Regions from separate parts of the Mus musculus genome. Here region 2 is linked to region 1. The links are chromatin contacts, called in public promoter capture Hi-C maps. All regions are on one chromosome and are shown on one strand. Each heading gives the region's core, a stretch centred on a gene start, on an enhancer-like site or on the middle of the called end of the contact. The rest is flanking DNA. Distances are from core to core; before and after follow the strand shown. Region 1 overlaps Defb1 (defensin beta 1). Region 2 holds the start of Nek5 (NIMA (never in mitosis gene a)-related expressed kinase 5).

Region 1 (5,380 bases), core at 269-2,768:
CCATTGCTCTTCCTAGTCCTCCCTCACCTTTCCCCTTCTACAGCCTTAGCAGCCCCACACTTACTCCATGACTCCCTCATCCTATATATGAGAGAAAACATTCTACACTTAAGCTGGTAGGATGGCTCTCAGTCTGGCTCCATAACCCTTGGTTTGAGTCCAGCACTTCAAAACTATATATTTCTATAAAGTTCAGTTATTTTCTAGTCTATAATTCCTAGAATAAATTATAATTATGTAGCTAGGTCTGGATATGCACTACACATAAATATTTTGCATAAGAATATACAAATATGAGACTTGTAACACTTTTGGAATGTTGCTGCCCTCACTCCAAGCTTTTTCCCTTTTATTAATCCTCTCTGGGAATCAATCACAGGCACATAGAGCTATGTTTTTCTATTCTGGCAATCACTTCCTAGCCTAACTAATTTGATAATAAAAATTAATCAGCATAGCAACTTTGACAAGAACCAAATTACCAGTGTAGGTTTATTTCTATGCCTTCTATTATATATATTTTTGTTACTATCGCTCTGCAGTATAATTTTTTAAATGGGGGTGGGGATTGTGTGCATGTATGTGTGTGCACCACTTGCACACTTGGAACTCATAGAAGTCAGAGTAGGACATCCAATCTCCTGGAACTGGAGCTAAACACAGGTTTTAAACCACCGTGTGGGTACTAGAAATCGAACCTGTGTCCCCGTGTAAGAGCAGCCAGTGCTCATAAACACTGAGTCAGTTTTCCAGGCCCGTTTTTTGTATAACTTGAAGTCAAGTTTTATGATCCCCCCAATATTGCTCTTTTTGTTCAGAAATGCTTCTGTTGTTTTGAAGTTCTCTGTGTTACTCTATACTTAAGGATTGTGTCTTATTATATTTCTGTGAAGAATGCCATACAATTATGATAGGAAATGCCTCTACTCTGTTGATCATTTGCAGTGAAATTGCCATGATGATTCATAAGTACAGAATGTCTATTTCCTGGTGTATTCATTTACTTTCTTTAGAGGTTTCATTGTAGAGGTCTCTAACCTCGTCTTTTATGCATGTGTAAAATAATTTGCATAAATTATGCAGGAATGTGAAATATTTGGCTAATGTGAATGGGCTTGCTTTCCTTATTTCTTGTCTAGCAAGTTGTTTATTTGTGTGTTAAGAAATATACTTGCTCTTCTATATTGATTATATAACTCACACTTTACTGAAAATGTTTTCTTATATCTAAGAAGCCTTTGGTGGAGTCTTTTTAGATTTTTTCTTTAGATATCTGATTACATCATCTGCAAATAGATATAATTTCTTTCTTTCTTACTTGTATCCCTTCTGTTTCTTTCTTTTGCCTTATTTCTCTAGTTAAGAACTCAAGCACTGTTGTGGTTTGAACAAGAAATGTTTCCCATTGGCTCAGGTATTTGAATACTTGTTCACTGGTCTGTCATGGTGTTTGGTTATGGAACCTTTAGGAGGTGGAACCTCGTTGGAGGAGGTAGTTAGCAGGGGGTGGGTTTTGATGGTTAGAAGCTTTGCTTCACTTCCTGTTCTTGTTTACTTCCTTTATGTAGATAGAATGTGACAAGTCAGCTCTCTACTCTTCCTGCTTGGTTTTAGTTACTGTTGCTATGTGTGGAGGGTTGAATAAGAATGGATTCCATATGTTTGAATACTTGGTCTCTAGTTGGTGGAATTGTTTCGGAAGAATTAAAAGATGCATCCTTGTCAGAGGAGGTGTGTCATGGGAGTAGGATGTGGGACTTCAAAAACCTTCCCACATCCCCAGGGTGCTCTTCTCTCTGTGTCTTGTTTGTGGCTCAAGAAGCAAGTTCTCAGCTATCCCTGTTTACATGCCCTTGTTCCAACATCATGAACTCTACCCCTTTGAATCTGTAAAATGCTTTCTTTTCAAAGTTGTCTTCATCATGGAATTTTGTCACAATATTAGAAAAGTAACTAAGACACCATGACTTCCCCACTGTGATGGACTCTGTCCCTCTGAAACATTAGCCAAAAGAACACCTTCCCCCTTAAATTGCTCTTTGTCATGGAATTCTATCACAACCACAAAGAAGTTGGTACCACGAAAGTGGGGCTACGCTGTGAAAAGCAAGATCATATTATTCTTCTGAGGAATATGGGAGAATTTGGCGCTTCAGACTAGAAAAATTGAATTCTGTAAACAGAGATAAATGAGCTTTTCTAGTGGGATCCTGGAAGACAGTAATTCTAAAGGAAATTCCAACAATGGAGGTCTGGCCAATGAGGTTTCAGAGGAGAAAGTGATTCAAATTGTATCTGACTAGAGACCAATGATGAAATTTTGCCAAAGAATCTAGTTGCATTCTGACTATGACCTGAGAGTTTGTGTGGAGCTAAATTAAAAAGTAATTTATTTTGTTGTTGCTGGGGATTAAATTTTAACACACCATAGGGTTGAGTCTGTGGCATGGTTATTAGGGCAACAGATCTGGTAGGATGAAATTTTAAAAGTATACAGGAAAGCAAACATTACAAGGAAACTTAAGACTTCAATTTTGTGCTGAAAAAGAGTTTGTATTTGTTGAAGAGAAGCTGTATGATCTGGACAAGAACAACAGGAAATGTGTTGTGAAGGCAAGACCCCACTTGGGTGGGCCTCCAGGTTATGAGAGTGCTGTATTCAGAATCTTCTGCAACTGAGGTCCAAGTGGCCAGGAGCTATCTCAAGCTGGGTACAGAAGTTGACAATGTTACCCATGTGGTACTTTTTTTTTTTTTAAAGAAAAAAAATATGCAAGATTGAGAGGACCATGGGTTTTTCATTTGCAGTTTCAGAGAACTGTGGAGGCCAGGTAATTTATGTCAAAGCCAGAGTATAGTCAAGGAATCCCTAAGGGGGCCATTGCATAAGGATGTGATAATAAAAATAAAATAAAAATCTTGGGCTTGGGTTGCCCAAGATGTTTGAGATGCCAGATCCATGATGTATCTGCCAAGAAGAATTGCATACAGGAAATGGAATCAAGAATCAGCCCAAGATAAAAATATATGTTGCAGGCAGCAAAGCTAGAGAGTCAGTACCATCTATACCTATTGAAGCTGAGGCTTCAGATGCCATACATGGACCTAAAGAATTTGGATTTTCCAGGATGGATTTCAGTTTTGCTTTGGTCTAATCGTTCCCTGCTGTACCCATACTCCTTTATTTTGGAATGGTAATGTATATTCTGTTTAACGTTGAAAGTATGTGATTTGTTCTGTAAGGTATGTTAAGACATTGTTTTGGGTCTCAAAAGAGACTTTGGGTGTTGGACCAGTGTTGCAACTGTTAAAGACTAGGAGGACTTTTGCAGTTGGATTAAATGTATTCTCATCATGGTATGACTATGAATGAGCCTTAGAGAGCCACATGGAGAAGGTTGTGGTTTGAACAAGAAATATCCCCCATAGGCTCATGCACCTGAACATGGTGTCACCAGTAAGTGACACTGTTGGGATAGGTTATGGGAGCTTCAGGAGGGACAGCCTTACCGGATGAAGAAGTCACAGGCTTCTGAAGGTACATAGCCTCACTCCACTTCCTGTTTTGTCTTCCTGCTTCCTGTGTGATGAAATGTGATCAGCTGGCTCCCTGCTCCTGCAACTATGTTTTACCCATCTTTTACCATGACTTCCCCACTTCGATGGGCTCTATCCCTAACCTTGGAAGCATAGACCCATTTCTTCTCTAGGATGCTTTTGGTCATGATGTCTTATCACAGCAACAGATAATTAAGAGAAACATTATATTAAATAGAAGTGGTGAGAATACATACAGTCAACTCCTTCCTGGTATTAACAGGAAATACTTTCAATTTTTTTCCACACAGTATAATGCTGGCTATGAGTTTGTAACATATAATCTTGCTGTGTTGAGGCATGATCATTCTATCCCTGGTTTCTTCGAGGTTTTAGCATAGTAGATATTAAGTTTATGCCGAGTTATTTTCTGCATCTATCATCATGGCCGTGAAAATCTCTTCCCTTTATTATGTTTATGGGTTGTATTGTGCTTATTTCTTTTTTTTTTTTTCCATTTTTTATTAGGTATTTAGCTCATTTACATTTCCAATGCTATACCAAAAGTCCCCCTTACCCACCCACCCCCACTCCCCTACCCACCCACTCCCCCCCTTTGGCCCTGGCGTTCCCCTGTACCGGGGCACACAAAGTCTGCGTGTCCAATGGGCCTCTCTTTCCAGTGATGGCCGACTAGGCCATCTTTTGATACATATGCAGCTAGAGTCAAGAGCTCAGGGGTACTGGTTAGTTCATAATGTTGTTCCACCTATAGGGTTGAAGATCCCTTTAGCTCCTTGGGTACTTTCTCTAGCTCCTCCATTGGGAGCCCTGTGATCCATCCATTAGCTGACTGTGAGCATCCACTTCTGTGTTTGCTAGGCCCCGGCATAGTCTCACAAGAGACAGCTACATCTGGGTCCTTTCGATAAAATCTTGCTAGTATATGCAATGGTGTCAGCGTTTGGATGCTGATTATGGGGTGGATCCCTGGATATGGCAGTCTCTACATGGTCCATCCTTTCATCTCAGCTCCAAACTTTGTTTCTGTAACTCCTTCCATGGGTGTTTTGTTCCCACTTCTAAGGAGGGGCATAGTGTCCACACTTCAGTCTTCACTTTTCTTGAGTTTCATGTGTTTAGGAAATTGTATCTTATATCGTGGGTATCCTAGGTTTTGGGCTAGTATCCACTTATCAGTGAGTACATATTGTGTGAGTTCCTTTGTGATTGTGTTACCTCACTCAGGATGATGCTCTCCAGGTCCATCCATTTGGCTAGGAATTTCATAAATTCATTCTTTTTAATAGCTGAGTAGTACTCCATTGTGTAGATGTACCACATTTTCTGTATCCATTCCTCTGTTGAGGGGCATCTGGGTTCTTTCCAGTTTCTGGCTATTATAAATAAGGCTGCTATGAACATAGTGGAGCATGTGTCCTTCTTACCAGTTGGGGCTTCTTCTGGATATATTCCCAGGAGAGGTATTGCTGGATCCTCCGGTAGTACTATGTCCAATTTTCTGAGGAACCGCCAGACTGATTTCCAGAGTGGTTGTACAAGCCTGCAATCCCACCAACAATGGAGGAGTGTTCCTCTTTCTCCACATCCTCGCCAGCATCTGCTGTCACCTGAATTTTTGATCTTAGCCATTCTCACTGGTGTGAGGTGGAATCTCAGGGTTGTTTTGATTTGCATTTCCCTGATGATTAAGGATGTTGAACATTTTTTCAGGTGCTTCTCTGCCATTCGGTATTCCTCAGGTGAGAATTCTTTGTTCAGTTCTGAGCCCCATTTTTAAGGGGGTTATTTGATTTTCTGAGGTCCACCTTCTTGAGTTCTT
Region 2 (5,066 bases), core at 2,167-4,666, 340 kb after region 1:
GGTTTCTTGTGGCCGGCAAGAGAGCTTGGCAGGTAAAGGCACTTGCCACCAAACCCAGTGAGCTAAATTCAATCCCTGAACCCCACATGGTCAAAGGATGGAAAGAACCGATGCCCGCAAGTTATCCTCTGACCTCCACATGTGTGGCGTATCGCACATGCATGCATATGCACACATGTGTGGCATATCCACATGTGTGCACATGCACACAGCAAGTGAATGAATAAATGTAAAAAGAAAACAATCTTACAATTTAATTTTAGTTTTGCAATTTATTATTCTATTTGTCATATAATAATAGTACTTTTTAATTGTTTTGGTGCCTATGCATATTCCCCATTTCTGTCTCCCTCCCCCACCCTCTCTCTCTCTCTGCAAGGGGTGTGCCTCTCTATGTAACTCAGGCTGGCCTAGCTGGGAACTGATGGTTCTCTTGCTTTAGCCTCCAGAGTGTTCGATTACCTGTCTCCTTTCTCCCTAACAGCCTCCTTCTGTGTGTGTGTGTGTGTGTGTGTGTGTGTGTGTGTGTGTGTTGTATATACATATTAAATACACACTCCACCACTGAAACAGCTCAGCCAATATTTTTTAATTGACATTCTCAATCCTAGGTTCTAATCTAAGATCCAGTGTCACATGACTTATTCTAAATAACATGATCAGAACACGAATTTCAGATTTCAAAATGCTTTTTTTTGTTTTGTTTTGGGTTTGTTTTTTTGTTTTTTTGTTTTTTTTTCCAGACAGGGTTTCTCTGTGTAGCCCTGGCTGTCCTGGAACTCACTTTGTAGACCAGGCTAGCCTCGAACTCAGAAATCTGCCTGCCTCTGCCGCCAGGCTCAAAATGCTTTTTAAATTTTAAATTTACTCTGAAAAATGTAGCTACCAGGGTGGTAGAGATGGATGGAGCTGGGGGGCAGGGGGCATAGGGGGTGTGGGAGACAGCAGAGGGAAGGTGTCTTAGTTAGGGTTTTACTGCTATGAACAGACACCATGACCAAGGCACCTCTTATAAGGACAACATTTAATTGAGGCAGGCTTACAGGTTCAAAGATTCAGGCCATTACCATCAAGGCGGGAACATGGCAGCATCTAGGAGGTTCAGGAGGAGCTGAGAGTTTTACTTCTTCATCTGAAGACTGCTAGGAGAAGACTGGCTTCCAGGCAGCTAGGATGGGGTTAATAAAGCCCACACTCACAGTGACATACCCACTCCAACAAGGCCACATCTACTCCAACAAAGCCACACCTCCTAATAGTGCAACCCCCTGGGCTATCAAAGTATTACAGAAAGAAAATGAGAACATGAAGTTAGGTAAAGGGCATGCAGACAAGTCCTTTGTTCAGTGGGAGGAGAGCAGGCCAAGAGAATGAATGCAATACATGTTCCTGGGAGGGTTTCAAGGGGATGAAAGAAGAGAGCATCAGGTGAACCTGAAAATGCACAACTGTGAAAAAGGTATTTGCTTTCATGCTATAGCAAGATTATGGGGGCTGCCTGCCTGCTCAGAGGAGAAGAGGAAGGGGGACAGGAGAAGGACTGTGGTGACCGGGAAGAGGGCAGTGAGCAAGATATAAAGTGAATAAGTAAAGATAAATAAATAAACAAACATAGAAAAATATGGGGGGGGGGGGGCTGGAGGGACGACTCAGTGCCCACTGTTGGAGCAGAAGGCCTAGGTTCAGTTCTTAGCACCCATCAGGTGACTCGGAACTGCCTGTAAATTAAGTTCTGGGGCTTCCAATGCTGCCTGGCCTCTGCAGGTGCTTGCAGTCACAAGGTGCCCATAAATTCACACAGGCACACGTGTATATATGCATAATAAACAAACAAACAAAATTTAAAGCTAGATATACCACTTAAAGTTATCTAAAATTCAAACTTAACTTTACCTTTGTCAAACTGATTTCTTTTATGACACAGTGACTGCTTTCTGATTTATCTTTAGCCAAGTACACCTTCCCAAAGGTGCCTTCCCCAATGATCTTAATCAGGTGAAAGTTATCCATGGCTCCAGGCGTCAGAACTTCCTAAAATGAAGAATAAAACCTTGACTGCACAAGACAACTAGCCGGCAGAAGAGGGATGAAAAGCAAAGGAGCTGTTTGTTAAAACTTTCCACCCAGCGTTTCAGACACACCTAAGGAACTTCCTTCTGGCCACAAGTAACGCTGCGGAAAGGGGTTTAGTTTGGTGGATTCCAAGGTCACGCTGGGATCTTAGACAATTCACCACCTCACAAAGCCTTTCTTCTCTAGCGTCTGAAATGGAAAATTATTTGTGTTTGAAAGAAAGACATGTCGCTTGTCCGGGGTGGGTGGTTGTCTAAAAAGCGGTAAGTCTAAGGGCGAGGCACGCACAGTTCGGGTCTCAGTGGGGACGTGCTGCCTTCTACAGGGAAGCCAGGGAACTCTGTTGGTGTCTGGGGTTCTACGTTGTGGTATTTAAGATGTACTTGGGGCCTTAGGTACTACCTATGCCATCCAAAAGTTGTTGGTCACACACAACAAGGAATCACCAAAACGTCTCTGCAAACCTTATGTAAAGAAAAACCTAATTCGTAATTATCTACCTCTAGAACCAAACTATCACATCTATCTAAGAGGGATTAACTAGTACTTCCTAGGAATAGAAACCGAGGCTTGGTTGGGTCTGGGCATTCTCCAATGAATTGCGCTCCAATTTGGAAAAATACCCCATCTACTGGCTGGCTGTAGGGCTGCAGTCAGTGGGAGATCCAGAGTTCTAGCAACCGCAGTCAGGTGACTGTCCTGGCAACGGGCTCCAGGAGTTTACAGGTGGACTACGCACTCCATTGTAGGTTGCTTTCCTGTTTCCCTTTTATGCCACAGTCAGGGCATAAAGGTTTTTTTTTTTTTTTTTTTTTTTTTTTTTTTTTTTTGCTGTACTGGGAAGCGAACCCAGGACTGCATACATGCAGGGTAGGCATCCTACTATTGAGCTTATTCTTTTGGGAAACCATTATTGAAACAGGTCTAAGCTGTTCACGTAGGCCTTGAGTTTGTCACCCTCCTGCCTCAGGCACAATGCAGACTTCTAAAGCCTTGGGTGGTCAACTATAGGTTGTTTTCCTATAATTTCAAGACGGGGACTTCTAAGTTGTCAGCGTAGGGCAACAGCCAGCATGTGGGCGGGAGACCAGAGTTCAGAACTTTTGTAGCTTGTGCGTTGTCATGGAAACCGACGCAGCCCAGTGAGCGGGGCTTCCTAGTTGCCGCCCTGTTTACTCCTGCCTAGATTCCCATTTCTCTCCCCTCAGCTTCGAGGGGCCCGCGACAGCTCCGGAAAAATGAACACATTGGGCTCAGCTTACCTGCTCGGCGGGCGTTAAGCAGTGAGCATGGAAGAATCGGTGCTCCAGCCGCTAAGCCTCCCAGACGCAGGGGCAGGGCCACCCTCGCCCGGGGGAGAGAGAGGGGGAAGTGGGCGGAGTGCTGGGCGGGAGCAGAGGAGAACCCCAGGGCTCATTTCCAGGTACCCCGGGTCTTCCCGCTCCTCCGCTCTATAATAAATAAGTCAGAGGTGGGACAAGCACACTTTTATTGGTCTGAGAGTTGGCAACCTGTAGCTTGGTGTCTGAGGATGCAGGAGGAGGCGGGACAAAGTCTGAGAAGGTTTTGTAGTGGAGAGTAGGGAATGGGAGAAATCACTCCAAGGGCAAACTTTCCCAAAACTGCGGGGTGGAAGATATGTCAGATTCTTGTTGCAGCCTTCGGGTTCCAGGGAGTGTGCTGGGGTGGCCATTTTCCAGAATTCTATGAACAGCATTTTTTTTTTTAAAGCCTCGGACCTGTTTTCTGGGTGGCCTTTTGCGCACGGAGTTAGGGGCAACTTTCCTAAGGTCCCCAGCATGCTAAGCAGTGTACAGCTGTAACATACTCCCAGGAGGAAGCATGTTTCTCATGCAAGGTCTTTTTTTTTTTTCTTAAAGAATTACTAATTTTACATAAATGAGCACACTGTTGCTGTCTTCAGACACACCAGAAGAGGGCATCAGATCTCATTACAGATGGTTGTGAGACACCATGTGGTTGCTGGGAATTGAACTCAGGACCTCTGGAAGAGCAGTCAGTGCTACTAATTGCTGAGCCATCTCTCTAGCTCTCATGCGAGGTCTTAATTACTGCTGAAAGGTGTATGTCAGAAAAGAACCTGGGTCCACTAACAAACCCCAGGTGCTGCCCAGTGATCTGCAACCTAGCATTTCCTGAGAGTCACGTTGCAATAGGTTACCTGTGGGAATATATAACTTTCGGGGTGGTACTCACACAGCAAGATAGCTATATCCAGTGGAATCTAAAACCCGTAACCATTTCATACCCCCCCCCCCCCGTTATCCAGCCCCCTCCACAAAAAAGCTCACTTCTCTAAAAGCGGACATCACACCTTTTTTTTCCCCCTCTTTTATCTACATTCTACTTCCTGGGACAGAATTTTATAAAAATGTAATCCTCTTAATGTTTGAAATTCTTACTGATTCCCATGTTCCGAAAGAATCGTATAACTGGAAATTAGTATTTCCTGACTACAGCATTTGTTTTGTTTTATAGTAGTATGCTACTGATTGAAATAAAATTTTAAAATCAAATTATCTTGGAAATTAATTCCTTAAAAATCTAATGGGTTCCACATGGGCAACAGTGGACTTCTTAGAACAGATGAAGTGTTGTTGTTGTTGTTGTTGTTGTTGTTGTTTCCCCCCCTGTAGACAGGGTTTCAGTATGTACCCCTGGTTGGCCTGGAACTCAGAGAGGTCCAGATGCCTGCCTCTGCCTCCTGCTGAAACTAAAGATGTGTGTTACACCCAATCCCCTTTCTTTTTAAAAAGCTACCAGGGCTGGCAGATCTCACCCAAAGAAGCAAACACAAGGAAGTTTGGTTTAAAATAGAAATCATCTGATTTTCAAGAGGATTCGCAATCTGACTTACTCTCAGCGGGAAGATACACAAGTGATCTCAAGTTTGCTTTGTCTGATGGGCTGTGATGTCTGTATCTGGCGATTAGAGCGGACAGAGGCGCGGAGGGTGACGTCTATGGAAGTTG

Evidence for each region. Promoter capture Hi-C pulls out the DNA fragments that hold promoters and counts their contacts.
Region 2: a contact with region 1 is called in a promoter capture Hi-C map of stem cell-derived epiblast-like cells, with 6 times the contacts expected there. The contact joins the promoter of Nek5 here to the enhancer-like site in region 1. A contact is called at or near these places in 5 of 39 promoter capture datasets (embryonic stem cells, hippocampal neurons, liver and 1 more) and 1 of 9 other capture datasets (adipose tissue).

Annotation. Positions count from the first base shown.
Region 1 is chr8:21,782,638-21,788,017 of GRCm38.p6, forward strand. The region is part of intron 1 of Defb1 (defensin beta 1); the gene reads left to right. Among named protein-coding and RNA genes, the nearest start is that of Defb1, 8.8 kb to the left of the region's middle. Within about 2 kb of position 1,519, at least 15 of the 459 cell types and tissues checked have an H3K27ac peak or open chromatin away from gene starts, as enhancers often do. A contact at or near this core is called in stem cell-derived epiblast-like cells, where this site is marked.
Region 2 is chr8:22,121,651-22,126,716 of GRCm38.p6, forward strand. Nek5 (NIMA (never in mitosis gene a)-related expressed kinase 5) reads right to left here and starts at 3,417. Exons shown (of 19, transcript NM_001347318.2): 1 at 3,336-3,417; 2 at 1,894-2,031. The coding sequence starts at 2,010.